Linked DNA regions of Mus musculus: region 2 is linked to region 1. A link is a contact called in public HiChIP or PLAC-seq data. All regions are on one chromosome and are shown on one strand. Each heading gives the region's core, a stretch centred on a gene start, on an enhancer-like site or on the middle of the called end of the contact. The rest is flanking DNA. Distances are from core to core; before and after follow the strand shown.

Region 1 (5,924 bases), core at 1,646-4,145:
AGGAAATGAGAGAGATAAGCCTAGGCTCAGGTTCCAGCAGATAGTAAACTTCAGGAAGAAAAATGAAGCTCCCTTCATCTGTAAAATCCCTCTGGCCCACAGCACAGTCAAGGTACTGTAATTAAGGTGGCCCCAGCTCCCCTCCACTGAACAGGGAGGGGGGTGGTCTCTAGCTCTTATCAAATTCTATTGAGCCGAAGCTTTAATGAGCAGCAGCAATCTGTTATTTTCCTCTTGTTTGCCTTGCAAGTTGCTCTTTTAATTCACATGGAAAGAAGGAGAGGGAGATGAATATTAAAAGCTCACATCAAGGGACCTGGGGAGGCAGAGAGACAGGGACCTTCTCAGTATGCAGAGAAAGAAGCAGGGCTTTGACATGAGGCAAGATCCGGAGACCCAGAGACTGTGCGGATCTCTGACAAGCCTGACCTTGGGGAATGTTGCTCACCAGACAGCTTGGCTACTGGGAAGGGCCTGTTTTGGAATTGTCTGCCTTGTGTCAGCTCACCCTAAAATGACAACAGAAAGAAAGAAACCGTGTTTGAGACTTTAAGGGAACTGTTTGTTCTGAAGGTGGGAGCAAGGTGAGTGTGAGTGTTTCTGGTATAGGACGTGTACTGGGAAGAGCAGTTTGGCTGGCCTGGATGGTAATGGAGTAGAACAGATGGATGGAAATAGTCTCAGTGGCAGTAGTATCAGTCAGTATCTTCATTGGTCCTTACTCAGTTCGGGGTTGAGGGGGAGGGGAGATGGTCAGGTTCTCCATGTTAACTTCCTAATTGGTGAAAATGCATTTTTGGATTTTCAGAGATTACAGAGACAAGTAAATGATTGGAATGTTTTTGGTTGGAGCTAGTCAGTCTGGAGGAAGGAGTCGGGGATTTTGGGGTGATGGTAATGGGTGAAGATCAGGTTTGGTGGCTGGTTTAGCTTGCTTTTCTATTACTGTGATTAAACCCTGACCAAAATCAGCTTGGGGAGGGAAGGGTTCATTTGACTTACACATTCAGATGATAGTTCATCATTGAGCGAGGCCAGGGAAGGAAGTCAAGCAAGGTAGAAACCTGGAGGTACAAACCGAGGTGGAAACCATGGAGGAACACTGCTTCCTGGCTTGCTTCCACAGCAAGTTTGCTTTATAATGTGATACAAGACTAACTGACCAGAAGTAGAATCACTCACAGTGGACCAGCCCTCCCATATCAATCACTAATCAAGAAAATGGCCCATAGAGCTGCTTGTAGCCAATCTAACATTTTCTCAATTCCTTCTTCCCAGACAACTTCAGCTTGAGCCAAATTAAGGAAGACATTAACCAGTACAGTGGATGTTTGTTAAGGCAGCATTTTTATACCAAGCTCCAAATTACATAAGGCTGGCTTCTCTAAGTTCTGTCACATTGTATGAAGCATGATAGTGCATGAATAATCTGTCTTTATTGAAATTACTACAGCAATGCAATTCAACACTTATTTACTAGGTACTTACTAAGAGAAACCTGGTAAGTTCTGTAAGGAGTTTGCCATGCTGGCCACTGCGTGGTCCATCAGCTTCCTTTGACCTTGGATCCTGGGCAGATCTCAGTTACTTGCTGGCACGACTGGCGATTTCCTTGGCCTTTTGGGTTTCCATGTTATAGGCCACTGCTCAGCCTGTCCAAAGCGCAAGTCTGAGGTGAGTGGAGTTGCTGCTCCTGATAAGAAGTCCAGTTAGCTAGTGACAGATAGGAGTTGGGAGAGAAATACCTCAACTTCCTGGCCTTGTATACAGAACAGCTCCGAATGTGTTCTACATAGTCTTCCAGATGTTCCCAGTGAAACTGAACCTATTCCCACAGTATAACAATGTCGACTTCCTGACTTTCCTCATTCCCCACCCCAGGTGCTTTGAAGGATGCCTTCCGAGTAAGGACTTGTAGTCAAATGTTCACGTTCAGGCCCAGTTTCAGGAGAACATAACTTACAATGAACAATGACGAATACAAAATATACTGTGTATAGATACAAAAGATACTGAATAAGGACATTTGAAAAGGATTGGGGAAGATGAGAAGTTACAGGAAAAGTGAGGGATACACAGCTGCATATTTGGTTAAGAGGGCCTACTTAGTGGACGAGCGTACTCAAAATGGTACTGTGATGAGCTGAATAATGTTCCCATAGACATATGTCCACTCCAACATCAGAATACAACCTCAGCTAGTAATGGAGTATGTAAAGATGGAGATTAGTTAAGATAATTATACTGAGCCAGTGAGCTCCAAACCCAAGGACTGATGACTAGAAGAGGAAAGGATACAAGGGTTTATGTAGAGGCAGAAAGGCCATGCAATACCAGAATAGAATGGTGTAGACTTATGACAAGGAAGTCTGTTGGCTCCTAGAAGCCTCTGGAAATCAAAAAGGAGTACAAGGCTTTTCCTGAAGATCTCAGGGAAAGCATGGCTCAGGTGGCAGCTTGGTGTTAAGCTTCCAGCTTTTGAAACCATGAGAGAAATAATTTCTGCTGCTTTAAGCCACGGCGTTTGTAGTACGTTGTTATGGCAGCTGTAGGAAACTAATACAGAAATGAAAACACAATAGACAAGAGACGTGAGAAACAGAGGAGGCTATATATAAATGGTGATGTAAAAACAAGCTGATTTCTTTCTTTCTTTCTTTCTTTTTTTTTTTTTTTTGCTATTATGATTTTCTTTTCAGCTCCCATTTCTCTCGCCTGCCCACAGTGTTCATTAACGAGGTAGCAACCCTAAAGGGAATCTAGCAGGCAGTTTCTCCTTTCTTCTGCCTCACAGGCACCCCTTCCGGGCTGAGGCTGCAGAGCCAAGTCTGTGTTTGCTGTAGGCAGATGCCTGTTGTCTGGGCTCCAGGGTGAGGAGGATGGAGGACTTCGGAGAGTACTGAAGGCACTGAGAAATGTCAGCTGAATGCTCGCTCAGTGTGTAGGGAGCACGCTCTGCTGCCTAATGAGCTTTGAAACATATTTAGAAGGGAACATCAAAGCAACTGGTTAGGAACTTGGATAAGAAGCATGAGGAAAAGGAGAATACATTAGGTTAGGAGAGGGAAAAGAATGGGCAGGGTGTTTGTTTGTGTGTGGGGGGACAGTTGAGTCCCCATCTTCCTCCAGGGCCACCTCACCGGTTCTCCTCGGCAGAGTAGTGTTCCTGATGTGGGCCTCTCAGTCTACTTTCCTTTGGACTCAGGCTGTGCACACACTAAGGTCTGTAGGGCATGCTTCAGTGATCAATGCACTGTGCATCCAAAGACATTCTCAATTTTCCATCTTCAGGTGTCTTCATTTAGAAGAAAATTTCACAAAGCAAACAAAAAGATGAGAATGTGCATGCCCATTGCCTAGGGTGGTAAAATGTGATCTTAAATTTCAACTCAGACTAAGTTTTGAAGTAGAAAAGGAAGGAGGAAGAGAAGGAGGAAGAGGAGGAGGAGAGAAGACAGGCTCGGTGCTCTGTCTCTTCTCAGAAACAAAGCTCAGCATTCCTGTCACAGAGGCTGAGAGCCTAGGACCCACTTCTTCATGTCTTCTAGCCACCAAACGCTTGCTCCCCAGAAACTCATTACTCGTTCAATGGTCTTATCTACAGAATCCCAAACTTGTTTAGTATCTCACCCAGTACTTGGGAAGTGCATTCTACATTTAGTCAGAGACAGAAGTCATCTTTGGGAGACATATTTTACTGAGAGATGCTTAAATGTTAACTTGAGATTTGAGGTTAGAGGTATGACTCCAAGTCAGATACCTTAGGAGAGAAAGCCTGTTCTTGCTTTCTTGGGCTCCAGTGGTGACTGCAGAATTGGTACCTGAAAAAAACAGGGAATTCTGAAATATTGGTTCATGAGGTTGTCATACCTGATCTAGCTCCTTTGCAATTTACCAAGGCCCTTTCAAAACTTTCTTTTTAAGAAATATAGTATTTTTGTTTATTCTTTGAGAATTCTACATAACATGTAAACAATCTATTTTATTATATATATACTCCTACTTTCTCTATCCAGTTTCCCTGTTCCTCCAATACATCCCTCTCTAAACTTCATTTCTTCTTTTAAAAAAATGAAATTAACACACTGAATAGAATCAGTCTGTATGTGCACGAGTATGGGACCATCTGCTGGAACATAGGCAACTTATCAGTTGCCACACCCAAAGAAAGATAACTTTATCTTCCCCAGGAGTCATCAAACTGCCAATAGTTTCTCAGATAGGGTTGAAGCCTTGTGAACTCCTACGATATCTATGCCAGGCTTTTGGCTGGCTTGATCTTAAGGAGATCTTGTTCAGATAACCACAGTTATGAAGTACAATGAGTACAATGGCCATGTCATGCCCTGAAGACCTTTCACGGTGCTCCTCCACATCCTCCCATTCTTATATTCTCCCTGCTTCTTCTCTGTTATTCCTTAAACTGAGGCATTTGTGGCATGTGTGGCATGTGTGGCATGTGTGTGTGTGTGTGTGTGTGTGTGTGTGTGTGTGTGAGTGCAAGTGTGTGTTGGTATAGATGTCTCACTTAGGGCTAAATATTCAATAGTCACTTATTCTCAACACTTTGACTCATCACTTTTGCGAGTTTCAGCATTAACCAGTTTCTGCTGCAAAAAGAAGCTTCTCTGACTAGCACAAATCTGTGTATAAAAACATGAATATTTAAAAAGCTGTTTGACAGCATGGCCATTTAGTAAAGCAATAGCAGCTCCTGCCCTGGGGCAGATGACCTCCTCAGCCAGGAGATTTTGACCAGGTTTATAGTACTAAGTAAGCACCTCCCTGTGGTGGAGCAGGCTCAAGTCCAATCAGAAAGCAGTTGGTTTCTTCCATAATAGTCATATCACTGTTTTTGAACCAGTAAGCCCGTCTTACTTGGCAGATCCATACTCTAGCCTGCAGGATCTGTGCTGGATCATTGACATCTTTCTCCTCCTATAGCCTTGAAGAGTTTTCTGTCAGTACTAAGACTAGCAAGCATGGAAGATATATCGCAGTCAGCCCAGGACATTCTTAAATGCTCTATGATTGCATGATTTATTTAGGGTATGGAAATTAGAGCAAGCTTAACATTTCAGATAACACTACATACTTACTACTGGCATAGTGCCAGCTAACTTTATAAAGTGGCTAATCATTTTACCAGTGAGGAAATGAAAGCTTGCTAGGGTAAGATAACGTCCCCAGTATCACGTAATTTAAAAGTGGCATAACCAGGATTTATCTGAACCTGCACCACTTTATTTCAAAGCCCAGATCCTTAACAAGGTTGACCTTCATACAATTCTCCCAATCCTTCCCACAGTTACTCTCTAGATACCTCCCCCTTCTCTTTCATCCTGCCTTCTCTTTCAGTCATGGTCATGGAGAAATGGGTAGAGTAAAGAGAAGTGGCTGCTTTCATTTTGGTTTCTTTCTATCCCCAAATAACTCTCTGTAAGTATTTTATTTGGCTGCTGTGTTACCTCGGGAGTGACAGTGCTTGTGGTGTCTCTCAGGCACCACTGACAGCACCTGTTTTCATCTCAGAAAGTCTTTCTTTGACATGGAGCGGAGACAAAGCCTCAACATAGTAGATCTTTATATACATATGTTTGAGAGCATCTGAGAGAAGTTATGTCTCTCAGCCAGAATTTGCTCCTCCTTTTCCTTTTTACTCTTAAGGCAAATAACATCTTAGACACTAGACGATTAGTTCTGTGTTGGCTCATGAGTTCTATAGGTACCACAAAAGGGACTCACAAATATAATCTCTATCCTCCAAGATTCAGCCATCTTTTGTCTGTTCACTTGTGAAAATGTGACTGCAGGAAATGGATGGGGAGATGAGGAGGCAGAAGGCTGAGTTATTAGCCTCTGATTTTCCAGGGTCAAAACTAGATTGTCCAAGAGAACAAGGTACATTGAGAGGTACCTAGGCT
Region 2 (5,924 bases), core at 1,854-4,353, 57 kb before region 1:
TCATTTTATCTGTTGGCTTGCCATTTCTTAATGAAAACTGTACAGAACCATCTTTAAAAATTGCTACCAAACAACTGACATTTAATTCAGATCATGCCTTACGTGTAACGTTCCAAAGATGATAATTTCCTTTTTGATCCAGTCATTATGGGATAACAGCAATGATTTATATAAAATGTAAAAAAGCATTTTGTGATTCATTTAACCTCTATATAGTCTTACACTTAATTTGTGTGGTTTATTCAAATAGTGTTTTTTTCTTATGAAATCATGTAAGTAGGAACCATCTGGAAAGGTTACTGTAGAAACGGCAGGGCCTGGGGTGGGGGTGGGGCTAGAGAGCAAAAGATGCCATGACAACCTTTTTCGGGTTTCCCAGGAAACACGGGTTGCTATGGGAACTGCATCAGTCAGGTCCGAATTAGTAACTTCCGCTGGAAGGGGTGTCTGACACTTTAATCTTCCTGTGATACTGCAGAAGCTTATCTCTCGGATGCATCAGGAATTTCTGTTGTTTCTCCCGGCAGCACTGAAAATGAGTTTCTAGACTTTCGTAGATATTGGCTGGGGCATGAACTCACAACTTCATTGGAATCTGTGTCTAATGTTTTCAAAATGCTTTGCAAACTTTGAAGAGTTAATAGCCAGATCAGGACATTCGGGGCATTTCCCTTTTGGTTCAAAATTATTGTGAACCTTAAGTCCTTAGGGGAGAGATTCAAACTGAAAGATCAGTCAAAAACAAAATAAATTTATAGTGGGCTTACGCGTCAACGCTCTAGTTAGACTTTCCACCCACATATCCAGAGGTTAGGTAGTTACAATAACTAGTCCGGAAATAATATTGAAAAGTCCACCAGTCAGGAGCTTCATTTAGGTTCCGCCTCCTTTACTTAGTAAAGAAACAACTATCTTTTGATTTTGAGGTTAAACAGTTACTCTGACTCTATAGTTTCACTTCCTCTCAGGATGTGGCTGTAGGGCTCACACAAAAAAACCACGCTTAATGTAAGTTTGTTGGTCACAAAATTAAGAGACAGGGAGAGAGAGAAAAAAAGAGCTGAGAGAATGCAGCCCACTTGCAAAAACAGGCACCTGTTTCAGTATGAAGCAATAGGGAGAATGAAGTGTGCTTCCTCACTTCTTGTACTTTCCTTGATGAGTGGTCTGGAAATGTATAAATCAAGGGCATACACAGACCAAGGGGGCATGTTCCACACAATACTGGGCACAGAATTGGCAACCGTATCATATATTAGACATCAGTGAATATCTTCTTGATGTTGACACAGGAGTTGGGGTTATTGTTCGTGGTGCAAGTGGCTGTGGAGTTGCCCGTTTTGAAGGGGGTCTGCGGGAAGGCGCTGTGGTTCATACCCCCCTCTTCGATCACCATATACTCCGACTTACTCAGAGTGGAGTTACTCCGGGCTTTTCGGAGCTCCTCGGCTGAAGAGGAGAGGTGCTGGCAACTGCCCACGTGCATGTACTGGGCTTGCTCTTCCCCTTCTGTCTCCCGGTGGTAGAAGTAGTTGAAGTTGGAAACAATCACAGGAACTGGCAATGCAATGGTCAAGACACCTGCGATGGCACAAAGAGAGCCCACAATCTTGCCTCCTATGGTCACTGGGTGCATATCACCATAACCAACAGTTGTCATGGTTACTACTGCCCACCAGAAGGCATCCGGGATACTGTTAAAACCCGAAGAAGGGTCGTCTGCCTCAGCAAAGTAGACTGCACTGGAGAAAAGGATGACCCCAATGAAGAGGAAGAATATGAGCAGCCCCAGCTCCCGCATGGAAGCCTTCAGCGTCTGTCCTAGGATCTGCAGCCCCTTAGAATGGCGGGAGAGCTTGAAGATGCGGAAAACCCTTACTAGGCGGATGACTCTCAGGATGGCCAGCGACATGGCCTGCTGCCCATTACCTTGTCGTTCAGCCAGCTCAGTGCCCAGAGTGATAAAATAAGGAATGATGGCCACAATGTCTATCAAGTTCATGATATTTCTGGAGAAGGTGGCTTTACTGGGGCAAGCAAAGAACCGCACCAGAAGCTCAAAGGAGAACCAGATGATGCACAAGGTCTCCACCACGAAGAAGGGGTCCGAGAAGCTGGAGGCTCCAGAAGGGGCCCCCGACGTGCTGTTGTTGGCAGCCTCAAACACGTCCTGCGACGGGGAGGCGGGATAGTCTTTCTCATCGCGAAACTCGGGAAGCGTCTCCAAGCAGAAGATGACAATGGAGATGAGAATGACCAGCACTGACACAATGGCAATGCCCCGGGCCGGCCCGGAGCTCTCCGGATATTCGAAGAGCAGCCACACCTGGCGCTGGAAGTCACGGCGGGGCAGGGGTCGCTCCTCCTCCCGCAGGAAGCCCTCATCCTCACGGAACTTTTCCATGGCCTCCTCACCCAGCTGGTAAAAGCGGATCTCCTCGGAGAAGATGTCGATGGGCACGTTGACCGGCCGGCGAATGCGGCCCCCGGACTGGTAGTAGTAGAGGATGGCGTCGAAGCTGGGTCGGTTGCGGTCGAAGAAGTACTCATTGCGGAGTGGGTCAAAGTACCGCATGCGCCGCTTGGGGTCGCCCAGCAGTGTCTCGGGGAACTGGCAGAGGGTCTTGAGCTGCGTCTCGAAGCGCAGCCCAGAGATGTTGATGACCACACGCTCGCCGCAGCAATCTTGCTCGCCCGCGGCGGGCAGCGCGGGTGGCAGTGGCTCGTAGCGGTCGCAGCCGCCACCGCCGCCGCCACTGCCACAGCCTCCCTGAGGCGGGTCCCCGCCACCGCCTCCCGCCGCCTCTGGCTCCAGCAGGTGGTCCCCGGGCACCACGGTCATGTCTGGCGGCAGCTCGGCGTGGCCGGGGCTCTGCAGGATGCGCGCGCCGCCTCCTGCGGGGTCCGGTGCAGGGTGGGCGCGGTGATGGGTGGAGGGCTGCGGCGGTCGAGCGCGGGAGGCGGCGGTGCTTTCCTTCCCTGCTGGCGGCTGCCGGCCCGAGTCGCTCCTCCTGGAGCTCCCCGCCCCACCGCCGCCTCTGCCCTACGAGCCCGGCCCCGCCGCCTGTTGCTGCGGCTGCCGCGAGGCTCTGTCTGGGCTGGCGCGGCCCGCGGGGCTGCACGGTCCAGACGCCTCCTCCTCCCTCCTCCGCACCCCTCCCCGCGGGGCGCGCGCCCGCCTCTCTGCCACCGCCCCCGGGTTTCCCGCCCACCGCGCGCGCGCGCTCCGCTTCCCGCTTGCCACCCTTGTTCCTCGACCTTCTTTGTCACTGGATCGCCGCCAACTTGCACCCCACTCCCCAGACTCCGCGGAACCCCTACCCAGCCACGCTGGCCTTGGAGGAACCCGGCCGCCTGACCTCGTTCCTGGGCTCTGCTTGCTCGCTCCTGGTCAGCGCGCGTTCCCTTCCCGCGCGTGGTCGAGACCTAATCTCAGGGCTGTTATACCCACGCAAGGACCACACCTCATCCCTCGAAGGGAGGCCTCCTGGCCCTTGACACTTTGCCAAGAAGGGCAAGTTCCACTAGAGTAGGTAACAAAAAGTCCCAAGCAAAGGAGGCATCCAGGCATCCAGACCCTGAATGTCTTGGGAGGAGGGGCTGCAGGCTAGGTTGTCTGGGCTAGTGCAGGATAGGATAGTCTGGGGCCAGCATCCGGATTTAGAGGGGTAGAATAATGCTAAAACCTGGGTGTTGGTGCAGTAAACGATATTTTTGGACAGGAAGCAATGGGTTAATGGGTAACATGGGGTCTCAAGTCTTCCCAGCAGTCTAAAAAGAGGGTCCTTAAAGGCATCTGGAGACCTCATTTTTATAATGGTTAGCTCAGTGCGGGCAGAATCAGGGGCAAGTTTCTGGTTGGGATTAGTGAGGGCAGTGGAAAAAAATAAGAGGGAATGGTAAAGAAAATTCACCACACCTTACTGTGTGACGAACAGGCCCAATACCTAGCGTTTAATTAACACAATGATACCTGCCCTTGCAGTAGGGAACTCGAGAAAGTGTATTTTAGCTGTTAATGTGGGAAAGCCTTCATTTTGCAGATTGTGCCTCTCTTGCTTGATATGGGCCTACAGAAAATATTATCTCCCTTAAACTGTTTCTCTAAATTGTGCTGGTTGCTTTAAACATAATTTCTGTTCCCAGACATTTAGCTACCCCAAGTATAAGTACCAGAGTTACAAAATTCTGTTACCCCCTTGAATCATTGCAATCGTTTGCAAAAGAGGAACTATTGTCTAGACATTCACTCATTCCATGAAGTTAGCTGAAAATTCAGTTTGATGTAAGAGTGATCTGTCGTCATGTTTTTCTTACCCCCTCTCCCAACTACTAAACTATGATAAAGAGGGCTTGCCCAACTTCTGTTGTTAGCAACTTGGAAATCCTGGGATCTCAGCATTTGTTTGTTGTACTGAATTCTGCAACAAGTGATGCTTTGTATTTATTTCTGTCTGCTCTGGGGAGATATTTCTTCTTTTGAGTTCAGGACCCTATTGTGATTCCTGGGCTGGGGAGCGAGGGAGAGCTGAGCCAGCAGTCCAATCACCCTACAAGTTTCTAGAGCAGCATTTGGGGGTGTAACAAGCACCAGGTTTTCGTTTGTTTGTTTGTTTGTTTGTTTGTTTTTGTTTTATCATTCCTTCATGTTTCGCTTTACAACCATCTGAGTGCTGGGCACTGCAGAGAGTGGAGTCTATTGTCAGATGAAGAAACTGGGAAACCATTTAAATCCCTCTTAAATACACAGTTTCAGAGCAATCTGTTGTGCAATGGTCAGCTTCTTATTTTAACCAGTGATTAGGGGAACAGTTGATGAATATTTACATATTTATTTTTGTAAATCTAAGATTGGGAAAGACGGAGTGTCACAAGGAGAGCTCACTGAGAGGCAAAGACCCTATTTTTAAAGACTGTTTCTTGCACTTCTATGTCTGACTGGGGAGATGATTTATTCTTACTTTTGCAGGAATTAATACTGAAATTAATATTAATCAAAGGCAAAGGAGATGAGAGCAGAGGATGGTCCCGTGATGGATGGTCACACGTTTCTCCCTGCTGTAAAGTATCTCTCTTTCAGAATGCCTATTCTCACTGCTTTCATCCATTTGCTTTGTCTGGAAGACCTTGATGGCCTTATTAGGACAGCCCTTATCTTAGAATTGAGATCTAGAGAAGTTTAGCAGTTTAGCTCACATAGCTGGTTAGTGACAGGGCTGGTCCTAAAATCTTGGATCGGTCCCAAATCTAGTGTTTGCAGTATTATATTACACTGGGAAACACTCATGCTGATCACCGTGAGCACTTGATAAATACTGGATTTCAAAGAGCAGCCTATTTGCCTCTGATTGCTGACTGTTCTCTTTCAATTCATATTTATTTGAACTGAAAACCAGTGCCTTTTGATGGCTACTTGTTCGCCTATAGGAAACGGGCTGGTGGGAGCGTTCCAGCCCTGTTGGACAGCAGAACCAGTTGCAACAAATCAATGTCAAAAGTGGCACTTCAGGGGGACACATACCATTTATTTAGTACCCCCAGGGGAGTAGCTCAAAGTGATTTGATAATGTCTCATTAATCCTCATGACACCCCTGTGAGATAATAATAATATTATTATTATAATGTTTAAGTGTAGAACTGTGGCAAAGCAAACAGCTTCTCAGAGCCTGTGCAGGATTGCTTTGCATTTCAGTCCCTAGTATTCAAGTCGAAGTAAAACCATCAGGTTTGCAAGCAGCAAGTGAGTCTTAGCATTTGGCCTTTCTATTTGCTCTACGTATAGGTTTGGCTTCTGACCTGCCGTAGCAGGAATAGAAATAGCTTCGCATTTGTTCACCAGATGGGAAGCAACATCTGGGAATAGCTCTGGGGTATCTGAGGATGTGAAAGGATTAGGAACTATCCTAACTCACATTTATAGATA

Evidence for each region. HiChIP or PLAC-seq counts read pairs in DNA pulled down with a chosen protein or histone mark.
Region 2: a contact with region 1 is called in an H3K27ac HiChIP or PLAC-seq map of VIP interneurons, with 3 times the contacts expected there. The contact joins the promoter of Kcna3 here to the enhancer-like site in region 1. A contact is called at or near these places in 15 of 39 promoter capture datasets (the 3T3-L1 cell line, 3T3-L1-derived adipocytes, the C10 cell line and 11 more), 1 of 15 datasets of contacts at CTCF or cohesin (CD8 T cells), 11 of 484 Hi-C or Micro-C datasets (B cells, CD4 T cells, Th1 cells and 7 more), 9 of 115 datasets of contacts at active chromatin or transcription factors (the 230-238 cell line, CD8 T cells, the SCID.adh cell line and 6 more) and 2 of 9 other capture datasets (adipose tissue and liver).

Annotation. Positions count from the first base shown.
Region 1 is chr3:106,975,857-106,981,780 of GRCm38.p6, reverse strand. It overlaps Gm27008 (a long non-coding RNA gene), which reads left to right and starts at 166. Exons shown (of 6, transcript XR_867553.3): 1 at 166-584. Within about 2 kb of position 2,895, at least 21 of the 459 cell types and tissues checked have an H3K27ac peak or open chromatin away from gene starts, as enhancers often do. A contact at or near this core is called in SST interneurons, VIP interneurons, cerebral cortex and 3 more, where this site is marked.
Region 2 is chr3:107,033,341-107,039,264 of GRCm38.p6, reverse strand. It overlaps Kcna3 (potassium voltage-gated channel, shaker-related subfamily, member 3), which reads right to left and starts at 3,103. Exons shown (of 1, transcript NM_008418.2): 1 at 1,136-3,103. The coding sequence starts at 2,842. The coding sequence ends at 1,256.